Regions from separate parts of the Capra hircus genome. Here region 2 is linked to region 1. Evidence: chromatin contacts called from public Hi-C data. All regions are on one chromosome and are shown on one strand. The core of a region is the stretch at or near the end of the contact, and the rest is flanking DNA. Distances in the headings are between cores, read along the strand shown. Region 1 holds the start of SEC16A (protein transport protein Sec16A). Region 2 has its middle 38 kb from the start of EGFL7.

Region 1 (7,734 bases), core at 2,563-5,062:
GAGGGGTCCCAGGGTTTCCAGGGCCCCGCTGCAGCTAAGGACACAGCGCAGATTTTCCTGTGTTCTCTGCTGCTGCTGCTAAGTCGCTTCAGTCGTGTCCACCTCTTTGCGACCCCATAGAAGGCAGCCCACCAGGCTTCCCCGTCCCTGGGATTCTTCAGGCAAGAACACTGGAGTGGGTTGCCATTTCCTTCTCCAATCTGTGTTCTCTACTTCGCCCTTATTGCTTCCCCGGTGGTTCAGCAGGAAAGAATCCGCCTCCAATGCAGATGTGGGAGACTCGGGTTCAATCCCTGGGTCAGGAAGATCGCCTGGAGGAGGAAATGGCAATCCCCTCCAGGATTCTTGCCAGGAAATCCCATGGACAGAAGAGCCTGATGGGCTACAGTCAGTGGGGTCTCAAAACGTCAGACAGGACTGAGCGACTGAACACTATATGCTTAGTACTTGGCTCTTACGAAAGAAGTTCTCTGAGACCTTCGAGGTGCCAGATGCGTTTCCAGATGCTGGAGGTGAGAGCCAGAGCTACGTTCAGGCTACAGTGACACTCATGTGCTGACATTTACTAAGCCTGGCTGGGTCAGGGCTTGGCCTGGGTGTGGAATGTTCTCCCGCGAGGCCCTCCAGAGGTCTGGCGGGTTCTAATGGTGCTGGCCCTACGCCTCACGGAGACGTCTCCCACGTCTCACCTTCAGCCTGGCCACACACCAGTAACCAACCTGCACGAACCCCGACAGCTGCCCCTACACGCACAGCAGCCCAACACCTGAGAGGCCCAGCCATCCGCGCCTCTGGACCCGCCTTCTCCCGAAGGAACTGGCCGCCACCCCTTCCTCTCCAATCGTGCAGTCCGCCTCAGCCCCATCCCTCTCTGGAAGCCCTCCCTGCAGCTCTTCCCACCTCTGAGGCCCTGACACGCTTTCTGCCTGGACCACCCAGCCAGCCCCGTCTCACAGAGGTCGCCCCTTCTCCCAGGCCGAGCCGGGCAGGCTGCCTCCCACGCCCTCAGCCTTAGCATCCAGGACTGAGGGGGTGGTCAGGGCTGAAGCAGAGCAACTGACCTGCCCTACACACACCCACGGGTCACACCTGATGCCCTGAATAGAGAGAGGGGCACGGGCTCCTGGCCACAGACCACCTGAGACGGCTGCCCAAGGGCCCCGGTGAGGTCTGCCCGGTAGGCTGGTCATCAGGGGATACTGAGGGGGGCCTCTGACCCCCCGACAACGTGCTCAACAGCTAGACCAGCACTGTCCAATGGAAATGCAATGCCAGCCATAGGTGGGATTTTAAATTTCCTGGCAGCTACATTAAAAGGAAACATGAAATAAACTCGAATAGTGTATTTTATTTAACCCAATATGTCCAACATATTTTCATTGCAACAAGTAAGGCTGTCACTGAGCCAGTTCACGTTCTTGGCGCCGAGGCATGGCCTCTGTACTTGGAGCCCACCTTGGTTTGTAGCAGCCACCCTGGAAGGTGCAGGCTGGGGGCAGAGGCACATAGTGTGACAGGACAGCCCAGCTCCCGGCCTCTGCCTCTGTCCACAGCAGTCCTGTGTCCCCTGTGCTCTGGGTAAGTGACTACAGCTCAGATGCCAACTGTGCCCCCAGGAGAGAGTGGCTGATTCTAGCCCACTTCTGGAGATGGTAACATTTGTATCCAGCCTCCAAGTATGAGGCAGGGGAGGGGCTGGGAGAAAGGAGAGAGGAGTGGACACAAGGAGGGGTGCCTGCCAAGTCAGAAGCAGCACTGGCCGTCACGGTGGCGCACCCCCCGGTTCACATGTGGCAAAAGTACCCTTTTTCAGCCCCCAGACTGCCCAGGTGCTTGCCCTGCCTAAACCCAGGGTGATGAGGTCAAGGAAGGTGACGAACGGCACACCGCACCTAGGCAGTAGCTTGGGTCTTAAAGCAGATGGTCTGTGACTCAGAGCCCTGCCTCCATGGCCCAGAGGCTTGATGGCTCAGCAGTGGGCCCAGGAACCCTCTCCTGCACACCAGGCTACAGATAGAACCACAGAGGGATTCCACACAGAGGCTTAAGAGGGAGAGAGGAAGGGAGGGGAAGAAGCCCTAAGCCCTGATCACGACTTTCCTTAGAGTCACTCCGTAGAAGTCGACACCATGTCTCTTTCACATCCTGCCCAGGGCCCTGAGGTCTCCAATTTGCCCTGGGCAGGTTGCTTTCTGCTGCTTCCGGTGTCTTCAGGTTAGACCTCAGTGGGGCTGACCACAGGGCTCCTCGAGTCACCAAAGGGGAAGTCTGGGCTCGAGCTCTTCAGCTCAACTTGAGGAGTGCTGACCCTAGAAGAGTCACTGCTCTCCCTGCAGGGTGAGGGTGGGGGTGGGTGGGAACAGTGACATCTCCCTACAGGGTGGTTTGCTGGGACTAGCGACTGCAGACTGGTGGCTCAGACGGTAAAGCATCCGCCTACAATGTGGGAGACCCAGGTTTGATCACTGGTTTGGGAAGATCCCCTGGAGAAGGAAATGGCAGCCCACTCCAGTACTCTTTCCTGGAATATCCGGTGAACCGAGGAGCCTGGTAGGTTACAGTCCATGGGGTCGCAAAGAGTCAGACACGACTGAGTGACTAAACTTTCACTTTCAGTCACTACAGAACACAGTGACCACCAGGAAGAAGGGGACGGAGTGGTGGGGCCCAGGGCTGTGTTCTACTGCGTGTTCCCTAACTCTGTGTTTGAACAGGCTGGGAGCTTGACTTCTGCAAGGCAAATGTTAGCTTAGCACAGTGGCCACGTCAGATGGGCTGAAAGTCTCCCCACACCCGCCCAGGGCGCTGACAGCGTGGCTGCTCCCTTGCCAACAAATAGAACCACACTCCTTCCTTCTTCCCAAGCTCCTGGGTCCCACCAGCGCCCAGGGTGCCCTCCCACCCCAGTCAGGCCAAAGCACAGCGGGCAGCGCTGCTGGGAGCTCAGTGGCTGGGTGGGGGACAAGTGGACAAGCCCCACGTGCCACCCCTTCTGCCCTCCGTAAGGCCTTGGGGCCAGCCGGACAGGCTGCGGCTCTTCCCTGTGCCAGGCCGGCGGCAGGTGAGTGCCCTAGGGCAGGCTGGCGGCTTCTTCACCTGCCTTTTCTCACTGGGAGAATGAGGTTCCCAATGGCAGAATCCTCTCCTCCCTAAGAGCCTCTATGAGTGCAATCGGATGGTGTCTCCGGGTGGACACCGGGAAGGGGGAGCGACCACAAGGAGGCACAAGAGAGTGAGGCCCAGCGGCCCAGCCTGCCACTCGGTACCTCGGGGTCGCCGTCTTTCAACACAAATATCCACTCGACAACGGTTCGGGGAAACCACACAGAGACCCTAGCTTCCGTCCCCAGGGCATCACTAGGCTAACGCCGCTCACTGGGAGGAGAGTTAGGGGCCTTGATGGGGTTTAGGGCGGACAAAAGGGGGTCCGGAGGCTGCGCGGCCAGCGCCGGGGAGCGCGGGGAAGGAAGCGACCAGGCAGAGCACGTGTCCGCGGAAGGCCACGGCCGAGCCGGGGTGCGGCGGCTGGGGACCGCAGGTGCACAGGACGACCCTCCCGAAGCGGGAGCCTGGGTGGCTGTGGACTGGGGGCCAGGCCGTGTCTCTTCCTGCTCCATCGGTACGCAGCGGGAGGGCTTCCAGAGAGCTACCGGTGAGCCCGAACAAGGTTGCGGGGCAGATCTGGAAGACCCCGCAGCCCGGGGCGGTAACTAGGCAACCCGCGCGCCGCCGCGAGCCGCGCACGCGCAGCCCACGGGGGCGGGCAGCGCATGCTCGGTGGCCTTCCGCCCGTCTCTCTGGCTTCGGAAGTCCAACGGCAGGACGCGAGGAACGCGCCTGCGCCAAGGCGCCCCTCGGGTTCTCGGAGCAGCCCGGTAGCCGCTCTCGGCTGGGGTACCTGCTGGCGTTCAAGACTGAGCCTTTCCTTGGGTATGCTGGAAGGCTCCCGACTCTTCTCACATCCTCAGGCCAGAAGAGGCCGGAAGAAAGAGCCAGCATAACCCGTGCGACGTCCCAGAGCGGTGCTCGCGCGCCGGACCGGGCAGGTGGGCGAGGGGCGGGGCCCCGGGGATGGGCGGTGGAGAACGGGGGGCGGGGATGAGGGGCGGGACCATGAGAATGGGGCGGGACTGGATGCGCCAGGGGAAGGGGCGGGGCCCAGGGGTGGGCCGTTGAGAACAGGGGCGGGGCTGAGGGCGGGGCCATGGGAATGGGGCTGGACTGGATACGGCAGGGGCGGGGCGTCCCGAGGGCCCCTGCGAGGGGCGTGGCGCGCGCTGACGTCTCTGTCGGACACGTCGGCGGAGCGGAGGCCGCGGCCCCCGGAGCCGGATGTGCCAAGATGGCTGCCGCTGCTGCTGTGTCGGCGCTTGTCGCAACCGCCGAGCCGTCTTCTTCGCGCGGCTCTTGAGGAGCCGGAGCCGGGGGTCGCGGAGCGAACGGGCAGGAGCCGGCGGGGGCCTCGGCCTCCCTGCAGCGCGCCGGTGAGGGTCGGGGTTGGGGCGGAGGGAGGCGACTGGACCGGGCCCAGCTCGAAGCGAACGGGAGCGTCTCCGGGGAGCCGCCGGGAACCTCGGGCGGAGGCGCCGGGGGGTTCGGGCGGGAGCCTGCGGGCCGAGCAGGCCAGGCGACCACCATGAGTGCTGACGTGGCCCCACACCTGCACAGGCTGTCGGGTCAGTTGTGTGAACCCTGGCCGTTGTGGTCTCGGTGTGGGGTTATGTTGGAAAGGCTGGAGGAAAAGCCAGACCTGATAGAGAGCAGAAACATCTCGGGGATTCCTTTCACAGTTTAGCGTGCCCTTTGCTTCGAAGGGTCCGCGGTGTGGTTTCTGCTGAGCCGTGCCGGCGTTGAGGTACATTGACATTTGAACCGAGGAACTACAGCCTTGTTGAGTCTATTGGTAATCTCGTGGGGAGGTCACCAAGATGTTGCAACCGAGGTCAGGCGCTGTGTTTTATATCAAGGGGCAGAGGAGTGTGTCCACCAACCTGCCCTTTCTGTGATGAAAGTATTATTGTAGAGCGTCTTGGACGTGAGACAGCCACCTAAAATCAGTTTTGCTGTTTTATGTGAAGTTTTAAGTGGCTTGGTGGTTGGGTTGCTCGTCTTGGACGTGAGACAGCCACCTAAAATCAGTTTTGCTGTTTTACGTAAAGTTTTAAGTGGCTTGGTGGTTGGGTTGCTTATTAAGATTTTGTTCGATGTAGAGGTTAACTAGAAAGGTGTTTCCCGTCCCCGGAAATGGTTAAGAAGCAAACTTAAGTCACAAACAGTTGTTCCTAGGGTGACACTTGTTCAGGTGTCTGCACTGCCCTTCTTCCCACCTCCCCCGCCCCACTGCAATGCTCTTTCTTAGGGTTCCGGGTGCTCTTGTCTTATAGAGATCCAGCAGGAGGCAAAAAGTCCTCTCTTTCTTGTTCTTTGTGACTCATAATGCCTTAACAGCAAGTTACTGCAGTTTAAGTCTCAAAAGTTTTCTTTAGGGTAGCGTGTAAATTTTAACACGGTTCCCTCCAGCCTCTGTAAGCATCTTGACTTAACGTCAGAGTGTCCTTTTGGCTCTTTGTTGCTTTGGGCAGTGTTGAGAAACCCCCTTCCTTTTCCCTAGCATCTCAGTGTTTGATTCTGTACTCAGCAGTGTTGGGGTCTGTGCTGTCCTTGTGCCCGGTACGCCATAGTCTGATGGATACGTCGTGTGGCAGTCGCCTCGGGCAGAGCCTGGACCCCCCAGCACTTCTTGGAGCTCCGGTTGGCTTCATGCTCGTGCCTGAGGCGGCTGCCCTAGCAGGAGAGAGGTGTGCTTTCATTATCTCAGTTCAGTAGCCAGGAATTTATATTGAAACAGGTTGTGCTTATTTCAGGTAGATCCAGGGCAGCTTAATTGAAGAGCTACAGTTATGAATAATATATCTTTAGGAAGATCAGCTGGTTTCTTTGAAGCAGTCTGCCATTCTTAAAGTTAGATGACCTGAGGCTACAGAATGACTTACTGGACAGAATGAAAGTCCCTATAGTTGAGATAAACGATATGTGCTTGCATTGTTTTTCTGCTGATGAATAGAGAAAAAGATGAAAAGAATAATGTTCAAGGCAGAAGATTGTTCCAAATGAAACAGTTTATTGTTGAAAAGCTCTTAGTGGTCAGGGGGAGAAGGGGAAGCTACTTTGGAGGGAAGTGATAGTGTCTGCTTATGAAGTGATCCTTAGGAATTGAGAAAATAATGCTAAGAAAGTTTCTGCAAGGAAAATAAATGAGTATAAATGTTTTGTGAAATTTAGATTCAGATAAGATTTCGCTCGTAAACAGCCGTAGGGATTAGGGCCTCCCAGAATCCACTGTGAATAGAATTTCATAAGATTAAACCCAGAAGGAACTTTGAAACCATCATTTCAGCTCTCTTGCTTTATAGATGAAGGAATCGGGTCACCCACGGAGCAGCGGTGCGGCTGGGCCATTCAGCTGGCGCCCAGTCCTTTTCTCACGGTGACACTTGAGGGATTAATCCTGTGGGCCTGTGCTCTGTATTTTAGTTTTTAATATGTGCTGTTTAGTGTGATTGAGGGTTTCCTGTTGAAGCCTTCCAAGGAGGAGGCCATGTCTTTGGAAGAGGCCTTGGGTGCCTCCCTTTCACATGTAAGAGGAAGAGGCTCTGCTCTTCTCCCCTGGGTCCATGTAAAGCTGAGCTGTAAGTGTTCTTCATTTTAAAACGACAGCTTAGAACCAAAGGAAGTCCCTGACGCAGTTCTTTGTATATTTAATTCCATGAAATCTAAGTGAGTGTCAAAGTGCTTGTCTGTTGGAAAGGACTCCCTGTTGGCCCGGGAGAAGGCCCTGTCTGAGCAGTAGTTGCAGCGGACAGCTTTCGTTAGTAAATGACTGGATTTAATGTGCATTCATTCACTTTTCCTTTTGCCAGAATTTCTTTTGTCCAAGGACAGAAATGTGGTACACTTGTAGAAACATGTAGATTACACTGCAGAGTCCTCCTGTCATTTCTCCCTTTGGTAGCGGCTCTTTTCTGTGATGCGGCTCCCCTTAATCCATTTGTGAGGGTGTCGCTGGGGAGGAGGGCTGACACAGAAGAGGAATTTGTAAAAAGACGGTACTTGGATTTTTGTCTTAAAAGTGCAGATTAACTGTTCAAGATTATACTTAGTATGTTTTATTAAAAAACAAACAACCACAGAAGACGCTGTAAGGAGGATTTCTGCTCCTTTGTTTTCCGCAAAGGGCTTGAGGGCCGTCTGCTTATTACTGACAAGTTTTGAATGAACTTAGTTGCTCAGTTTTAGCACTGATTTATGGTTACTTGGTATTTTCATTCCAGGCATAGTTGTTACAACTCCAGTCATCAGACGCAGCTTGTTTTGCTGATGGTGTGCAACCCGTCACAGTGTGGAAAAGGAGACATTTTACAGGCTGGGATAAAAGGCGTTTTAGGCACATATAATTCAGATAGTTGTTATTTTGCAGCTTACCTGACTCTGTGCTTTATAACGCTTTTCAGTTAAAATGGAGAAGCAGGCTTTTAACTTTGGTTTTCCTTTCCAAATATAAAATTAACCTGTGTGAAAAGTACGATATGTGATCTTAAGAAAGGAGGCGGCTCTTTCCGGACTTAGTGATAATTTGTCGGAAAATGTGGAGGCACTGTGTACCTGGTGCCCCGTGTTGGGTTCTGCTTGGTCCCTGCCAGCTTGCTGAGGGCATTGTGGAGGCAGTGGGCATTC
Region 2 (7,734 bases), core at 3,506-6,005, 120 kb before region 1:
CTGAGTTTGGGTTGGGGTCAGGGCATGGTCTGGGGTTGAGACTTGTTACTGGGGTCAGAAGCTGGTCTGCCGCTGGATTCGGGGTTTGGGGCTCGGGGTATGACTGCGCCCGGGGCTCGGCCAGCCAGGGCCGCGGCTCCGTCTCCACGGCTCCATCTCCACGGCCGCGTCTGCCCCCAGGGGCTCGTCTGCTCCCCAGCAGTTGAACTCTGCTTCCTCTTTGGATCAGACTGGCCTTGGCTGGCACCCAGCTGCTGATTCCCGGGGGAAGAGGCCCTGTTCCCGCCAGTCACATTCCCATGCCTGCCCGGGAGATTGCCAGAGAGCGGCTGGGTGTCGAGGGGCTGCCTCCTGGGGGACTGGACTCTCACCCTCCCCAGCCTCCGACAGCAGCCCGTGACTCACGGGAGGCGCTCATCTGCTGGGGGCCCTTCCTAACAGCCCAGCACCCCAGGCTCTCCTTCCTGCCCAGCGAGAGGCCTGCAGACTAAGGCCAGGCAGGCCTGGCGCTTCCCAGGGCCCAGCGTGACTCGTGAACCAAGGGCCTCACCCGCCCTGGCCTCGGGTTCCCTATGTGACAACAGAAGAGAGGAGGGGTCTGTCCAGGTCGCCCCCTCCAGCCTGTCCCATGTCCCACTCCACTCCCCACCCCCACCCTGCTGCAGAGAATCGGAAAGGCCGGGGACGCGTGCAGTCCTGGGCACCGCCCTCCTCGGGGTCCCTGCTAGCGCGCACGGCTCGTGCCCAGAGAACCCTATTGTCTTTCAAGCCACAGGCCTGCTTCAGGACCTGTGGGCTGAGGAGACCCGGGGGCCAGCCTGCCCTCAAGTGAGACGGATATGCTCAGGGGTCAGGGCCTGGCACCCGAGGATTAGGCCCTGAAGGGACTCGAGGGGAACCCTCCTCCCCACTCTCAGCCAGAGAGTGAGCCCCTCCAATTCTGGCCAGAGAGACCCGAGATCTTGTCCCAGGGTTGAGCGAGGTCTGGGAATCGGGGGCCCCATGCCTCTGTCCCCCCAGCCCATCGGCTTCAGGGGCCCTTAGGAACTTCTGACCTGCTGCCCCAAAGGCACAGCCTCGGCGCTGCAGGGCCCGAGATCCCACAGTGGGGACCTCCTATTGGAGCCTCCCGGGGGCCCTGGGGTAGCTGTCCCGTCACCCTACTCTGCAGAGGGGAAAAGTGAGGTCACACGCCGACCTTGCCCCGGGCTCCGACAAGGCGCTGAGCGCCATGCGTGCACACAGGTGTCCCAGCTCACTTCTTTGGATGAGCTGGATCCCCAGCCTCAAAGCGGGGGAAACAGGACGAGAGGGGCAGGGCCTTGGCCCCCGGGCCTGGGTCCCACTCGAAGAAGGGTGGGAACCTGCCTCCTGCTGCCCACCCATGCTCTCCGCCTCCCCCCCCAGTGGGGGTGGGTGGGTGCCAAGGTGGGTAGACGGGCTGGGACACGTGCCAGGCGTGGGCTGGGCCTCCCGCAGCTGCTCAGCCGGTGTTGCAACCCGGCGTCCCCCCCTCCAGGCCATGTCTTGACTTGCAGTGGCCCCTGCCTCCAGGCCCAGAGGAAGGCCTCGCCCACCTTCCTGGGATCGGGGTGACAAGTCCCAGCATGGCAGGGTCTGCTGTGCCAGCTCCGAGCGTGAGAAAACGCTGAGCTGAGGAGGAAGGTGTGGCAGGTGGGAGTGTGAGTACCAGCTGGTGTCCACCCTCCTGGCGCCCAAGAGGAGGCCAGGCCAGCCCTGGCCGCTTCCCTGGCCCTTCCCAGACTGGCCTGGAGGCCATGCCCAGCTCGGTCCCCTCCAGCATGCACCCCCTGCTGCAGCTCTCTCCACCCCATCGACTCTGCCCCCCAAAGCAGAGCGCAGCTGCACGCAGCTGGTGACCACGATTGTCTCCAGCAGGAGGTTCAGCAGGGCAGTCGGGCCATGTGGCCAGCGGGGGTCTGTAGAGGCGGGCTGTCAGAGCGCATCCCTCTCAGCAGGGTCGCCGAAATCCGAGCTATTCTGGCCCTTGGGGACCGGTGTGGAGGCCTGAGAGGCTGCTGCTCCCCAATGTGGGGGAGCATAGGGGAGCCCCAAACCCCAGAGGGCCCTTGAGCCCTCTGGCTCATAGAAACCTGGTGTCTGGGTCCCTGGTTCACTGGAAAGAAGCAGGGAAGAAGACAGTGGGGGCCCAGAGCCAGGGGGATGTGGGCGGGCGCCTCCCTGAACCCTGACTCCCAAGGGGGTGTGAGCCAGCGGGGGGCAGCGCGGCTGTCCTTGGAGCCGCCAGCTGCAGTGGGCCCTGCCCAGGCATGTGCCGCCCTCGGCACCCGGAGCTGCCTCGGTGGGGATGGGCTGGGGGAGAAGGGACTGCCCAGCGCCGTCAGTGGGCCTGGGGCCCCCAGTGAGCCTCCGGAGTCACCTGGGCTTCAGATGTCTCGAGGGCCTGGCCAGGCCCCACAAAGGCCCATCGTGACCCCCTCAAGGCTAAGGGAGATACAGGCTCTTCTCAGGAGCCCTGGGGGAGGCCCTTGAATTCCAGCGCTACTTGGAGTGGGCGGCGGGCAGCGGGCGGCCATAAGAGCAGAAGCGCAGTGGGGAGGGACACTGAGCTCGCTGGCCCTGGCTCTGGACTGTGCCCCTGATCAGAGGCTCCCTGGACCCTATGTCCCCTACCTCCCAGCTCCACTCTTGGCCCCAGTCCTTGGTCCTCTCCCCAGCAAAACCTGACGTTCAGGCCCCTCTCGCCCCCCTGCCCTCTCCAAACGTCCGTGGGGTTGCAGAGTGACAGAGCCTGCAGACTACGAGGCCAGGACATGGGGAGGGAAAGATGTCTCAGGGACCAGGAGGTGGCAGCACGGGGTGACTGAGGTGCCGACAGGGACAGCAGAGGCAACAGGAGCACGGAGCTCATGGCGGAGCTGAGACTCAGGCTGAGAGCCGTGGAGGGGCGTGGCGGGGGCAGAGCAGTCAAGCTTCATCCCTTGGGGTGGGGAGTGGGGGGCACGTTGCTCCAGGTCTAAGCCGGGTCTTAAGGAGGGGCTCTGATTCGAGGTTTAGAAAGATGCTTGGTGTAGGCAGGGCCGCTGCCCTGATGGCTTCTGGCCCCTTGCGCAGTGCCCAACCTGCACACCCATGTAGGGCGGCCCTGCAGGCTTCAGTGTGGAGAGCAGCCAGAGGACCCTGGGCCTCATGCAGAGAGGGGACTGCCTGCCTCCAGGAGGCTTCTGGCTGCCGGGCCAATCCCCCTCCCCCACTAAACCCACTGTGAGGGCCCTGCTCCAGCAGCTCCACGGGGAGGAGGCCCACGGCTTGTTTATCCCTCGTCCCTGCAGCTCCTTCGACATCTGCTGGGGAGGAAGGAAGGCCCCTGTCACCAGCCCCACCTGCAGGGGCCACTGCTGGGAACAGGGAGCCAGGGTATCAGGTCGCCTGCCCACCTGCCCACCTGCCCTGGCCTGCCCCACCCCCACCACCCAAGAGGAGCAGCGGGCTGGGGGGACGGAGGCTGGGCTTGAGGCTGGAGGGTCCTGGGGTGTCCAGTGCCCCCTCCCCGGGCAGACCTGCTGCTTCTGCCCAGCTCTGATCACTCAGGTCCTGGAGAAGTCCCCTGAGGCCCGGACATGCCCGCCTAGCATCCCACACCATCCCAAGGTGTTCAGGGTCCCTTTCCCACAGGCCGCACAGAGCCCCTTCTCCCAGGAGACAGGGGGGCTTCCTGGGGCAGCCCCCAGCCTAGGGGAGGGGCTCCCCGCCCCTCTCTCAGGGGAGCAGCAAGCGTGGCACCACTTCTGGAGGAGGCCGGGGTGGGGGCCCAGCCCAGGTAGGCACGCTGAGGGGCCAGCACTGGGTGGACTCGCCCCAGACTGCCAGAGGGTCAGGGGGCTGGCTTCATCTGCTGTCATCTGCTGTCCTGGCCTGCTGGTGCGACAGAGGCCTTTGTGGAGGGTCCTGTTTCAGAGCCCCTTTGCCTGGGAGGTGGTGCCCATTGCTGCCCCTTGGAGAACCTGCGGGCAGGACCACAGCTTCTCCACGGAGCCTTGGACTGGCTGCCCGCCACGGCAAGGAGCCGAACGACACAGACAGCGGGGGCACGTCGGGGCCTGAGCCTGAGATCGGGTTTCTGGGCAGCCCTCACCGAGTGTCGCAAGAGCGGGCAGGAAGACAGCCCCGGGCGCCGGGTGGGTCCGGGCTGGGGGCCCTGGAAGGCCCTTCGCATGGGAAGAGGGGCTTTGTGTATCCCGTTCTTCTAGGCACTCTCCACTCTCACGAGCCCCTGGCGCCCCGGGTGGGCGGGGCGGGTGGCTCCTTCCCCTGCCCGGGCCAGGAGTCACGTGCTGGGCCTGGCACAGGGGAGGCCCTGCCTGGGGCGTGGGGCTCCGGCTGGCCGGTCCCTGGCAGAGCTGGGCTGCCCTGGGAGCCCCAGGCCGGGCTGGGCACACCCCTTCGATCCTGAAGCCTCCTTCCCAGGGGAGAACACCCAGCCAGGCCTGCAGACAGTGTGGCCTGTCGCGGGAAGATGGTCCTTGGGGCAGGAAGCCGGGAGAGTGAGCCCCAGTCTGGGTTCTTGCTCAACATACCTGGGCCCCGGGCAACCCAGCCCTGGGCCTCCTCTGCACTAGGACACTCAACTCATCTCCCCTCCCAGCGAACGCTGGGCTGAGCTGCTCCACTGAGGCCGGGCCGCCCTCCCAGGGGCCCACCTCCCTTTACTGTGGCCTGGCCTGGCCTGGCGGATCTTCCCTCCCCAGCTGGGAGCTGGCCGCCTGGCCTTATTCCCAGCATCTATCTCTGCTCTGGGCAATTATCTTGGGCTGGGCGAGGCTGCCCCAGATAACGGGTACTGGGCGGGCTGGAAACGCCTCGGGCACCCCCACCCCCATGCCCAGCCTGGGTCTGGTGAGGTCAGGATCTCCGTGGCTCCTGATAACCTGCCTGGCCGGGACCTCTGGGCTCTGTATCTAGCGCCCTGTTGGGGGAGCCGAGATAACCAGGGTCCAGCCGACCCAGATCTGATCTGCCCTGGGTCTGGGAGTCCCGGGGGAGGGCCTGCAGGCCCCATTCCTCCTCACTCTAGGGCTGTCCTCTGGGGGGCTGTCGCCGCTGGGGGGTGCCGGGGACATGGTAACCCCCGCCTCCTCCTCCCAGCCCTGTGCTGGGCAAAGCTGGGGGGAAGTCCCGCCAGCCAGGAGCTGTGGGAGGAGCTGGCATGAGGTCACCACATTGTTGCTCCTGTGCCCTGCTGAGCCCGGCTTCCTGGCACACGAAGCCTGGGCCCGGCTCCTGCAGCCCTGGCCTGGGCCCCCGTGGCTTGCAGTGACCTCTCTCAGCTTCTCCCTGCACGGTTCCCCCAGAGCCTCCCAGCCCACCTAGGGCTCTCCTCTCAGCAAGGAGCCCTGAGGGCCCTCCCAGACCGAGGGCTCTGGCCTCATCTCAGGGGGCTCCTGGCCAGTGAGTAGACCCCACCATGACCCCCGAGTGGACCCCTTCATGGCCCGCGTCATCACCCCGGAGTGGACCCTGTCATGACCCCCGAGTGGACCTCTTCATGACCCCCGAGTGGACCCCTTCATGGCCCCCTTCATGACCCCGTCATGACCCCATGCACAGAGGGGGAAGGGTGTTGCCACAGGGTGCGCTCAGAGGAGGGTCAGTCGGGATTCGAACCCAGGTCTGTTTTCAAAGGCAGAGCCCGGCTCTGACCGAGGGCCAGGCCTCCTGCTCTGTCCTGGGGGACCGAGGGCCGGAAGGGCGACATGGCAGGAAGTAGGCTGGGACGGGTCCCCCGGGAAGCACAGTGGCCACTAAAGGGTGGGGTGGGGGGTGACCTGTACCCTGGGAGCCCCCAGGCCAGGAGGCCCTGGAGCTGGGGGTGGTAAGCGAGGCCTCAGTGGCCGGAGTGGGGGCTGGGACCCCATTGGCCGGCTCAAGTCGGGCTGACCTGTCGTGGTGGCTCACCTGGGGCCACCGGGACCAGCAGGCTGCCTCCGGCGTGACCCCTTGGCCTGCCGGTTGCGTGCAGCCACAGGCGGCCAACTTTCCGGACCCCAGCTTCATTGCACAAGCTCCTGAGGTCGTCAGCACCGAGGACTGGCTTGCACCACCAAGTTCCCAGCCCAGCTTCCTCTTTGCTCTGCTGACGATCTCATGAGTGGCTCTCTGGGCTGGGAGGGTGTGGACCTCTGAGCCCTTGGCAAGTCCCAGAAGCTGCCTCCTGGGCTCCTGAGATGGGTGGGGAGCGTGCCGAGCCCAGACCAGCCTCGGTCTGCCCAGGGCTCAGCCTACATGTCTCCGGGGCTCGCCAGTGAACCCTGGGACGTGAAGCCTCTTGGACCCACTGTGCAAATGGGAAACAGACCCACACGGAGGGAGCAGAAGCCCTAGAAACTTCTTGTCCATGGGCTCATCTGCTCTCTTCCAAAAATCGAAGCTAAACAAACCTGATCAGCCAATAGGACAAGCATCTTCCCTCCTCACATGGGGAAAACTGGAGTCAAAAGAAGTGCCTAGCCTCCTCGCGCCCCTGAAATTCCTCTTCCTCCCCCCAAAAGTCCTCCCAGACTACATTGCCTCAACGGGCCCTCAGCCTCCTTAGGCGATAGGGCGTCCGGCCTACCTGCTGCTACGCCCTGCACACTCACAGCCACCCCGCGCCCTGCCTGTCCAGCAGGGGCCCTTTCAGGCTGCTCGGGGACACTGCGTCCTCTTTCTCCTCTGCTGGCCTCGGCACTGATGCGGTGTCCCTAAATGTTTGCTGGTTGCCTCCTTTACTTCACCTGCAGGAAGGGTGATGGCTTCGCTCAAGGAGTGAGGATGGGGGAGGTGGTTCATCTGTGACCTGTGAGCGCCCCCGGCCCGGGGGGGGGAGTGCAGGCGCCAGGGTTCCCAAACCCTGGTCTCCGAGCCCTTGGGGTTGGGGGGTGCTGGCCTGCGGCCGAGGCAGGGCAGGTAGCACGTGTGGGGCCGGGCCTGACCTCAACCAAAGGGCGCTCGTTGACAAAACAGGCTGTGTTGCTCGGCACAGGCAAACCAGCAGACGCACGGGAGGGAAGAAAGGAGAAAACACGGGCGGGCGGGCGGCCTGGAGCTCTGTGCTGGCGGCTACCCAGTCCCCCAGCTCTGCTCCCTGCCATGTGGTTCTCACGGAGCCGGAGCTGCCCTGGGTGGACGCCTCGCAGCCTGTGGCCTTTCCGCCGTCTTATGGCCGGTCCTACACATGTGTTTTCATCGTGTGTTAGTTACTTAGTCGTGTCTGACTCTGTGCGACCCCATGGACATTAGTCCACCAGGCTCCTCTGTCCATAGGATTCTCCAGGCAGGAATACTGGAGCGAGTAGCCATTCCCTTTTCCAGGGGATCTTCCCAATCCAGGGATTGAACCCGGGTCTCCTGCGTTGCAGGCAGATTCTTTACCATCTTAGCCCCCAGGGAAGCCCCCCATGCATATCGTTGTTCAGTCACTGAGTTGTGTCTAATTCTTTATGACCCCATGGACTGCAGCATGCCAGGCTTCCCTGTCCTTCACCACCTCCCAGAGTCTGCTCAAAATTATGCCCATTGAGTCGGCCTACGCGTGGTGCCTGACAGTAAAGATAAGTTCATGTTGCCTTGTCCTTTAAAAGACTGAAGCTTCGTTCAGGCCAGGCCCTCCTCCACACTTCTGCAGAGTAATTAGCCAGGCGGCCACCAGGGGCCCCAGCAGACCCCCCGCCCCACCCTCAGCTTCTGCCCAGCTGCCCATGGGCCTCAGAAAAG

The links. A called contact is a pair of places that touch in the nucleus more often than the background predicts.
Region 2: a Hi-C map of blood shows a contact between it and region 1, with 4 times the contacts expected there. The contact joins the enhancer-like site here to the promoter of SEC16A in region 1. A contact is called at or near these places in 3 of 5 Hi-C or Micro-C datasets (all in blood).

Annotation. Positions count from the first base shown.
Region 1 is chr11:103,330,641-103,338,374 of ARS1.2, reverse strand. SEC16A (protein transport protein Sec16A) reads left to right here and starts at 3,812. Exons shown (of 31, transcript XM_018056121.1): 1 at 3,812-4,046.
Region 2 is chr11:103,452,497-103,460,230 of ARS1.2, reverse strand. No RefSeq gene overlaps it. Among named protein-coding and RNA genes, the nearest start is that of EGFL7, 38 kb to the left of the region's middle. Within about 2 kb of position 4,755, at least 4 of the 5 cell types and tissues checked have an H3K27ac peak or open chromatin away from gene starts, as enhancers often do.